Linked DNA regions of Drosophila melanogaster: region 1 is linked to region 2. Evidence: chromatin contacts called from public Hi-C data. All regions are on one chromosome and are shown on one strand. Each heading gives the region's core, a stretch centred on a gene start, on an enhancer-like site or on the middle of the called end of the contact. The rest is flanking DNA. Distances are from core to core; before and after follow the strand shown.

Region 1 (4,802 bases), core at 940-3,439, 1.7 Mb after region 2:
TTTCTTTTCGCCATAGCGCCCCTGCGATAAGATTTCGCTGACGCTTGCCAGAGTCGCCGGAGTCACCCTAATTGGAGCTCAACGCTCCGCTTTTGTTTCACTTCACTTCCATAGAAAAGTGCATGCAACAAGAGACTCGTGAACCGAACAGAAAGAACGATTCCGAAAGCCCGGTTCTATAGCATATAGCATATAGCGCAAAGCACACCGATATGCACTCCGATAATTACCGTTTTCATCATTTTTGTGGCGGAAAACTCGGACCTGGCCAATATGATGCAACGGGCATTACGAAAAGCACCCAGGTACCGTAATGTGGAGTGGAATGTGAAAATAGAAGAGGCTATTTTCCAAGTGAATCGATCTTGTTCGTATTGTAGAATGCTAGGGAATCGGTGAAGCGTACCGTGCATACAATGAGAGTCAAGACACTGGGCTTGGGAAGAGAAATTACTATCATATCATATTGTTACTAGACTGAGCTATGAGTATTTGCATATGGTTCTCAACCAACCACAGGTAATAATTAATCACAATCCAACTAGACTGTAAGAAATATCTAATCATATTTGGAAACAAGAAGAACATACAACAAATTATGCGCAACAATCAGATAACAAAACAATAATTAAACTATAAAACCACTCCCAAGATCCCCATAAAATTGTAACTCTTATTATTTAAACAAGCCCCAAATGAAAACGCCACAATCAGATCCTCTGAACAGGCAAATAAATCAACTAAACCTTAGATAAACCGTTGTTGCCGAGTCTTCATCCATCTCATATGAGTGTACTGCGAACCAAATATAGCCCAAGTTATCTGTTTACACGTGTAGATCCGACAAATTGTTGACCTCAACCAGAGACCAAAACTCAGACATTGTAAGACGTCGGGTGGAGCGAAGTGGGGAAGTCATATGCAGCAGATAACCAAAGCCAGATTAAGGTGGAGCAATTATTTATCAGCTGCTCAGACAAGACACTTTTCTGTTTCCATGACCATTGTGACGTAGTTATGGGAAATACATGTACCAAAAGATGGTGTTTTAACCAATTCGTAAAAAAAAGCAACGACGGCAATGGAGTGATACAGGGGTAATGTCTGTAAACACCGATTCTTGCACGATTACGAATATAAAAGAACTCCAGATATAAAAACCATTGTGCTTACATATTGAGAAAAAATGTTTTTATTTTTGACACTCTTTTCTGCTACTATTTTGACAATGGTTAATTTAACAGTTCACAACAAAAAGTATACAAATTATCAAAATTCTCACCTGTTTGCTCCACTGTGCACTGTGGTTACGTACTGTAAGGTGAGTGAGTGAATTTGTCTGTTTGCGTTGGGCTTCGGATTCGATTCTTGAGCTTTTTAGCGACAGAAGCAACGCGGAAGCGGATATGTCCAGATCCCAGAATGCTTTAGCTTTTGCTTCGCTTTCTTGTTTTATTTTTGTTTTTGGTTTTGTTTCTGTTAATTCGATGTTGTTCTTGTTGTTATCTGCTGATGACGAAGAGGGCGTCGCGCCAAGTTGCCATTGTTGTTTGTGTTGCTGTTTCCTTTTGGTGAGGGGCGCCGCGTGGGCGGTGGTTGTGTGCTTTTGGGGCTAATCCAGGCTCTCTGTTTTTGTTTTTGTTTTCGCTTCGTTCTGCGACAAATGCCAGCCGTAAAGCGGAGCAAATGAATAAGAAGAAGGCGAAGTCAAGCGTTTTTACTTCCGCCGCCGCCTCAGCAGCACGCACACACAGGCAGACGCGGGCACACAAACGCACACGCACACTGTAAGACACTCACGCGATGCACTTGCACTCTGGCGTTTTGTTCGTGTATTTGTTGTTGTACTTTGGCATTTCCTCTTTCGTCTTCCTTTTCACTTTTGCTTGCACTTCTTGTTGCGTTGCTTTGCTCTCGCTGATGTTGCTGTTGTTGTTGGCGTTGTTGCTGTCGCTCTTGTTTATTTTTTATTTCCGTTTCGCGCACACACACACCGGGCAATGTAAACACACACCGAGTTAAGAAGAACCGTTTATTTCCTCAACGCCGCGCACGAATTAAATTCTATTAATTGTGAATTAATCAATTTAAAACATATTAGTTTGCCATTTACAGCAGAATGTCTAGTTGCTTTCAGGAGCGACTCTTCTACACGTCCGCCCAGCACGGCAGTTTCTTTTTGACTGCCGATTCGATTCGAACAGGCGGCGAACATGAACAAGTCGGCGCATGCGGAGAGAGAATCGAAAGAGAAAGAGAAGCAAAGAGAGCGACATACAGCAAAAACAATTCAAAAAGAACTGGTGAAGAATACGAAAATAAGATAATTTTTTAAGGAAGTCGCGCTTTGATCCGTATCCGTTTTAGCGTCCAAGATTTATATCTTAAATCGGACCTATATTTTGAGGTACAGTGAAGCTTTGATGCGCCAGTCTTATATGAGTTAAAGTTTTAACGATTGAAAGACACCCCTGAGCTGCTCATTATATTTCAATATTTATAAACAATCTTATATCAGAGCTTGAGAGACTTGCATGCGCCACAAAATTCCAATTCCAATTCCGGAATAATTTCACAATAATCTCAATTAACATACGTATTTTATGTTCGTAATTTTTTAAAATTCCCAGATTCCCCACAATTGCCATAATAATCTCGATTATGTTATTATACTCTGAGAAGTAGGAGTGTGTGCAAAGACCACAAACAAATCATTAGGCGCGTAAACATTTACAGATCCACCATCCACTTCCTTGGCAACGAAAGAAGCAACAGCTCGCAGAGGTAATAATTTAAATAATTTAAAACCCACCAAAGTTTACTACGAAACAACTCAATAGGCAACCGCTGTCTGTGGGCGGCGTCGAATTCGCGTGGGGCGCTCGATTTAGTTGTTAATCAATAGAAGATAAAGTTTAAACAAACGATTCATGCTGATACCAGAAGCATGGGCGCCGAAATACCAAGGGATCGTTCTCTCACTAGATAACATACACACCTATTGTGACTGGAAACTTGAAATGATCGAGCATGCCATACCCATTAGCTGTCAATTGTGACTATTGGCGAGCTTTTTGCACATAAACCATAGATAAGACAATTCCGTGAACTCTAATCAGTGTGCGATAATGCTCTCAAGCATTTGAAATAATTATGAATACGACCCCCTGGCCGAAAATGAAATAAGCGCCACGCGCCTGGGAAAAGCGCTCTATTGTAATACAAAATGTTTGGAGGTGCTAGCTGATAGGTGTTTTCGATCCCATAAATCTTGGATCTTCATGGAAACCAGTTGGCAATCTTTAATTATAAATTGTTGGAACATTTCCGCTCGGCTGCGACGGAAAATCTCTTTGGAAAGGGGGCGGGGCTGGGGTTCCTCGTCAGGTTGCTTGGACGGTCGGTTGGTCGGTCGGTCGGTGGGCCTGAAGATGCGCTCAGTTGCACTGCATCCGCTTTGGGGTCTCCAGTCGCCTCAGTTGGCTAACCAGTTTCTCCCCGAGCAACGAGCAACGTTTACGTTGACATTTCAAGTCAAATGCCCATAAACGGCGACCAGCCGGACGACCCCGCCCACGCCCTGCACGCCCCTGCTCAGTTCCGTGGGTATGCACTGAAAGAAAATCTAGATTAATGGGCATTTAGGTAAGTAATAAATAGTAACATGTATTTTTATGGCTATAAATAGTTTAGCGAGTAAGCCTCGTGATATGAAACATTAAAGAACTTTTAGATTGTGACTCTAATTAAGAAATATAATAGAGATATTTTTTTCAAGTGCTATCTTTTCCGTCGATAGCTGCGATGGCGATGACGACGTTTCCAAGTGATCGCCGCAGCGACGATCACTGGCCCAAATTAGTAGCTTCGGTCATGGTGCGTCGCCCATCGGGAAATTCCAGGGTGAAAGGGTGGCTGGCGGAGGAGGAGGACGGGGCGGAAGGGGCAGAGCTGCCGATGAGGATCGCACAGGGGTCAGAGTTCAAATAGTCGTCCAATTGAGCCAATCAGCGTTTGTACATCTGTATTTCGCCATTGCAATGCAACCAGTACGCCTCTGCTGCGCCACCTCCCACTCCATTCAGATCCATCCGACTTGTCGGGTGATCGCTATAGTCGCAGCTCTTAGTTCTTAGTTGTTAGTTCTTAGTTCGATGCCTAAGTGCAGATAATTCATTAAAATAGAATGCCAATGTCCAGAGGCGGAGGCAGCGGCAGCCAAGTGGCATCCACTTGTGCTCTAGAATCAGACACCAAAACACAGATATGGCCGCACATATGTAAGCACGGCACACATGGTCACATACATATGTATGTGTACATATAGTAGCAGAGGTCCGCCAGACAGCCAGCGATTTGATATATGCCCTGCACTATATGGTATAGTCCCAGATCTATAAATAAGTCTGGTCGCAGACCCGACAAAGTCGCCTCCCGATGCGGAAGTATTTCCAGACGCGCCTCGCTTCTTGTTCTTTGCTTTTCGTCCCCTTTTATTTATTTGTTGCTGGTAATTTGCCAATTACTAAACTTACTAAACAGCAGGGGGTGGTGGTGGTGCAGAAGGGGGTGGCGATTGGGGATTCGGTGGAGGTGTGCGGCAGGTGACCCAGGAACAAACGAATGCGCCTGTCTGGAGCGTATGTATCTAAAGCAGATGTAATCCTTTCAGTTTGATATCATAGTAATTCTCTAGCTAATGAATACCCTTTACTGCATTAAAAAAAAAATGAATGCAAGCAACGAAAGTGAAAATAAACCATTATTCCACAAGGAATTTTTACAGATTGTCCAATTAGTTT
Region 2 (4,817 bases), core at 1,631-4,130:
TGTGATTTTGTGGGCGTCGTCGACGGCTGTCTGTATAACGGCAAATGACCAAAACAAAGAAGCTTTTTAACAAAAATAAGTGAATAATTTTATCTCCGCTTGGGAAACATTTTGTTTGGTTTTTTAGCTCGCTTATGCGACGGACTTGCCAAATTTCATCAGCTGTTTTAATTTATGCAAGGAGCCCAGCAGCGCTGATCTTGGGCCTGGCAGTGGATGGGATCAGCATCAGAAAAAGTGAGAAGAGAAGTAAGTGGGCCGAAAAGAGAGATTCGATCGACGAAAGAGAGTGGAAGAGAACAGCAAGGCTAATGGAGAACGCCCTGCACATGAAAAAAAAGTATTCATTCTTTGAAGCAAGCTAAAATAACAAGAAAAAAGTTCTAAGAACAAATTTATTTGCAAAACGTGAGGTTTATCCCATCGTAATGTTCTTGACGAAGTCAAACTAAAGCGGTTGACCTTGGAGAATTTAAATAATTTCAAAATACATTTACCATTATGGGTTTAACAGCAGCAAGTGATTAGATTGCAAACAGTTACTCTATTGGCGATTGAACCTCAGTGAACCAAAGTCCAACCATTTCGAAGATTTGAAAATATTAAATCGCCAACTTTACTTTTCACTATTTGCTGGCTCAGTGTATTGACCCCCATTTCCCATGTCGTCCATAAATTAGTGCGCTCAGGGTAAGGTCGCCTCGTCCAGGGTTGGAACGTGTCGTTTCCGATCGGATGCCGGCGAATCATCGGATCATTGCACTCGGCGTGAACACGCAAGGTAACTGCACCTTGGGTCAATGATATTAGCTCCCCCGTCAAAAATTTCGGCAGATATTCGGTTAACTTTTTGTTTTGTTTTATTATTTCGCGGCTGTCATTTTCATTTCCATTTTAGTCACGGGCATGGCCTTGCCGCCAGAAGTTGCTTGACCTGGAAGTTGCTCACCTTACCTCGTATAGGCCCCTGCTCCCAATCTCGGAACATCCTCATCAGGCCTCCAGGCGAGTGTATTGCACTATGATTGCAGGGAAGGCTGACTCGGTTACGGATAACGAAGCGGTATTTTTGAGGGTTTTGTACTGGCACTGAAATACATTCGGTGAAACACTACGACAAATTGGGCATATACGCAGCTGATTGATTTGGCATCGATGTTACGGACAAAGAAGCAGCTCGCTCATTATAGTATAGGCATGACTTCAAGCTAAAACTGCTGGGATTCCCCCGAATATTAGTTATGGTTGCTTGTCATTTTTTCCGACGCCCCTCTAACAAGATCTTCGTTTTCAATTGAAATGAAGGCTATTATTTTGAATAGCGCCGAATTTAGAAAGTATTTCGCAACATATTCATTTGGTATGAAGACGCATACGGACACATTCGATATTTCTGGCACATTTTTAAGAATTCGAATGTGCTTACATATGAAAATTGAGCTCTGGAATCCACTGTCATATCCTTGAGCTTAGTATATCAACGGAGTACTATCAACCTCGATCATTATTGATGTTGCAAACGCATACTTGCACTTACTTTTGTTGCTTCCATTTATTTATAGGTTTTTTGGGTGACTGCCGAATTGCATTGAGAACAGACCAAAAGCGATCAGGGATAGCCTAAAAAGCCAACGACAAAGTGTAATGAACGTTCCGAAGGTCAACGGTGCGTATACTTCATTAGCGATTAGCGAAGGGCGGCGATGAAAAAATGGGTAAGAAACGGAGCGAAAGGAGACCGCAAATGACCCAAGGTAGAGGGCGGGGAAGGTGGAAACCTCGTGGAGTTCCCGTGGCTAATCGACTCGGCCATATGTTAGCGCGGATTACGGGTCGCTAACTGGTTTATGATATTTATTGCCATGCATCCCCATTTGCATGCCCTGCCCTTAGACCAACGCCCCCACCCCTTTCAACTGCGGAATTGTCCCGCAGGAAGCTTTTCATTTCCGCTGCTGTCCGAATTTTTAAAATCTATGAGTGTCCAATGCAAAGCAGGAGGAATTTCCATTAAAATCATGCAATAGGTGCAAATTACAAGACAAAAAGGTGAGCGAACAGAGGGAAACAAAATGAAGAAATTATGCAAAAAAGAAACGGAAGTGCAGCTAAATAAAATGCTGACCATGGTTCTTCACACAGGAAATAGAATTCTGTGGACGATGTCGTAATTGCTTACATTTATTTTTGACAAGAACTATCGTGACTCTTGGTTAAAATAAGAACACTATTTACCAGGTTTTTGAATTGGCGCCTTTCTGGGGCGCCATCTATGCGGAAAGCCTAAAAGTATGCCTTGCAAGCGGTGTGAAAGCGCCAACTAGTGGCCCAAAGTGGAATCTTTTCATTTTTCTCATAATTGCGTTGTGGGTTTTTAACACTAAAGCCTATTGCCAGCTGCTGTAGTCAAAAAGTGTACAAAAAAAGAAAGTGGGAAGAAAATAAAAAAATCTAGTGCTTAAACCAAAGTGAACGAGTAGTTTTCAGCTTGTGGGTAGCAACAATTAGTAGATGGCAGAATATAGGAGAAGAGAACTTCAATGAGCAAGAATTTCCAACAAGAATTTGGTAAATACCGATGCAAATGCGTTAAATGGAAAGAGAAGGAAGGATGGTGAGAAAAGTGTGAAAACGTGCGTAAATGTTTCGGCGTTTTTGTTTTGATTCTTATCAGACTGCGAAGCAGACGCGAAAGCATGCGGAGCGATGAAAAACCGAGTACAAAACAAAATGGAAAGAAATGCGCGCGCTCTAATAAGATTGCGCGCTCTCTCCCTCTCTCTCTCTCTCCCTATCTCTCTCCCTCTCTCTCTCCTTCTCTCTCTCTCTTTGGCCAACTGGAGAGCTTTCGTGTCGGTTTCGGATTCGCTTTGCGTTTCATTCGTGAGCGAGCGCTTGCTTCGAACGGACGTCTTTAAGAACGCCCTCGCATGCCACGCCCCCTTCGAGAGGCTTTTGGTAAAGAAATACGCGACTGCATATTAATTGCAATATCAAGAGCAAAACACTGATCAGATATTGATGGGACTCGAGATCGAGCAGGAGATTACTGCCCGCTGCATTCCAATCGGAATATTCCACTTCCATTTCGTTCATAAAACGCGCGCGTTTTTCGTCGCGCCGATCGTTAGAAATTCATTAAGGCTTGTTAATCGCCGCCAATAATACAAATAATACAAGTAATCGCATTGATTGCCCATAATTGATACTCGCCGTGTGTGTGAGAGTGAGTGCCTGTGTGTGAGTGCGATATAGCATCCGCCGGTAAATGTCCGCGAAAAGGAACGCGAATCTGGATCTTCCGCAGACTTGATGCCGACGTAGCTGAAGATATACCTCCGGTCCAGCAGCTGGACTCGAAATGTCACGACGCAAACAGTCCAACCCGAAGCCGTTGAATAAAGGTGAGCTACAAGTTTAGTTTTATCAAGTCGGGGTTTAGTCGACGACCTTCTTTTTATAGCACCTGTGCAGTTATCTGCAACCATTATTTTGCCTCAACGAACAAATGCACTTTTGTAAATTACACTTTGTCATTACAAAGCTATCTCGTAACTCTCCACTAATCACGATCGCTTTTCCCATCTGACCGCAAGCTGACCCATTCAATTTCGCTGGCTTGCTCAGCAGCTCTCGTTTTTTGACAGCAAAACATGCGGACGAACACACAGCAAACACAGAAATCCAAGAAATTGATTAACTATGCCAAGACAAAGCAGCCAACAAAAATTCAAAACGAAACGAGTGACGAACGATAAATCCAAGATTTTGTGACTGCATGAAACCCGATATTAAAATGATTTATTTAAGCATTGATAACGTTCAACGATCGTCCAAAGCGATCGTTGTCACCAGGAAAAGAGATAGAAGTGGGGTTTTGCAGCATTCTGTATATTTTCAAAGACGTACTCCAACGGCACGGATCTTATAAAATGAAAGGGTGCTCAAAAAGTAGCCAACTTTTCTTGCTCATTTAAATAAAATTTCTTTGTCGTCTCGTTATCGATGTCGATACCTGTTGTACGTGCAGCTGACACACCTCATAAGCATTGTGGGGGAAGCGCGAAGAGAGAGGAGAGAAGAGAGAGTGTTACGAAGCGCGGAGAGTGTCAACTAATTACATTTCGCTGTTTGCCATTTGATATATTTATGGCCCGAACCATTTGACACCCAATGAATGCATTTCGGAATCGAAATCGATAAAACGTGCCGGACCTGCGACACTGGACACCCCGACCACCTGAACTCACCTCAGTTTCCGCCCCCCGAAGTCCGCACGGTTAGTTGCTTATCCATTTTGCCATTTTGGCCTTCTTATCGCTTTTGCTGCTTCTGCTCGAAGCACGTTTCCCGACTGGCTGACTCTGCCCCACCCAACACCCATCTGAACGTAGCCCCCAGAACCCATTTCCATTCCGTCCGATCCCACATCCAACAAATACCCAACGAGTGATATCAACGCGACTCATGCAAGTGGGACTTGCACAGTAAGACGCCATCTATATCTCGAGACGGGCCATACACTCTGTATATAGATCAAGAAACTATTGAAGAACGTTTGATTCGATAAGCGCTTATGGATACAAGTTAGTTGGCAATAATTCAAGCTGTATATTGAGTCATTTATAGTTCTAGAACTGTCTTTAATTTCAATAGAAATTATATTCCACATAACCTTCCGAAAGCATCAGGCTTATTTATAGCTCACAAATAAGTGGATAAGAAAATGTATTACTTTTTAAGAAAAGTTTTAAAACAATATACGCTGGAATAGTTAACAAGAACTATTAAGCAGAAAACTGAAAACTATTTATAAA

Evidence for each region. A called contact is a pair of places that touch in the nucleus more often than the background predicts.
Region 1: a contact with region 2 is called in a Hi-C map of the Kc167 cell line, with 4 times the contacts expected there. The contact joins the promoter of aop here to the promoter of lncRNA:CR46258 in region 2. A contact is called at or near these places in 4 of 107 Hi-C or Micro-C datasets (the Kc167 cell line, the S2 cell line, embryo and 1 more).

The regions. Positions count from the first base shown.
Region 1 is chr2L:2,176,565-2,181,366 of dm6, forward strand. It overlaps aop (anterior open), which reads right to left and starts at 2,190. Exons shown (of 4, transcript NM_078731.3): 1 at 1,283-2,190.
Region 2 is chr2L:487,955-492,771 of dm6, forward strand. It overlaps lncRNA:CR46258 (long non-coding RNA:CR46258), which reads left to right and starts at 2,881. Exons shown (of 1, transcript NR_133060.1): 1 at 2,881-4,695. ush (u-shaped) reads left to right here. Exons shown (of 9, transcript NM_001272902.1): 2 at 1,563-3,404. The coding sequence starts at 3,362.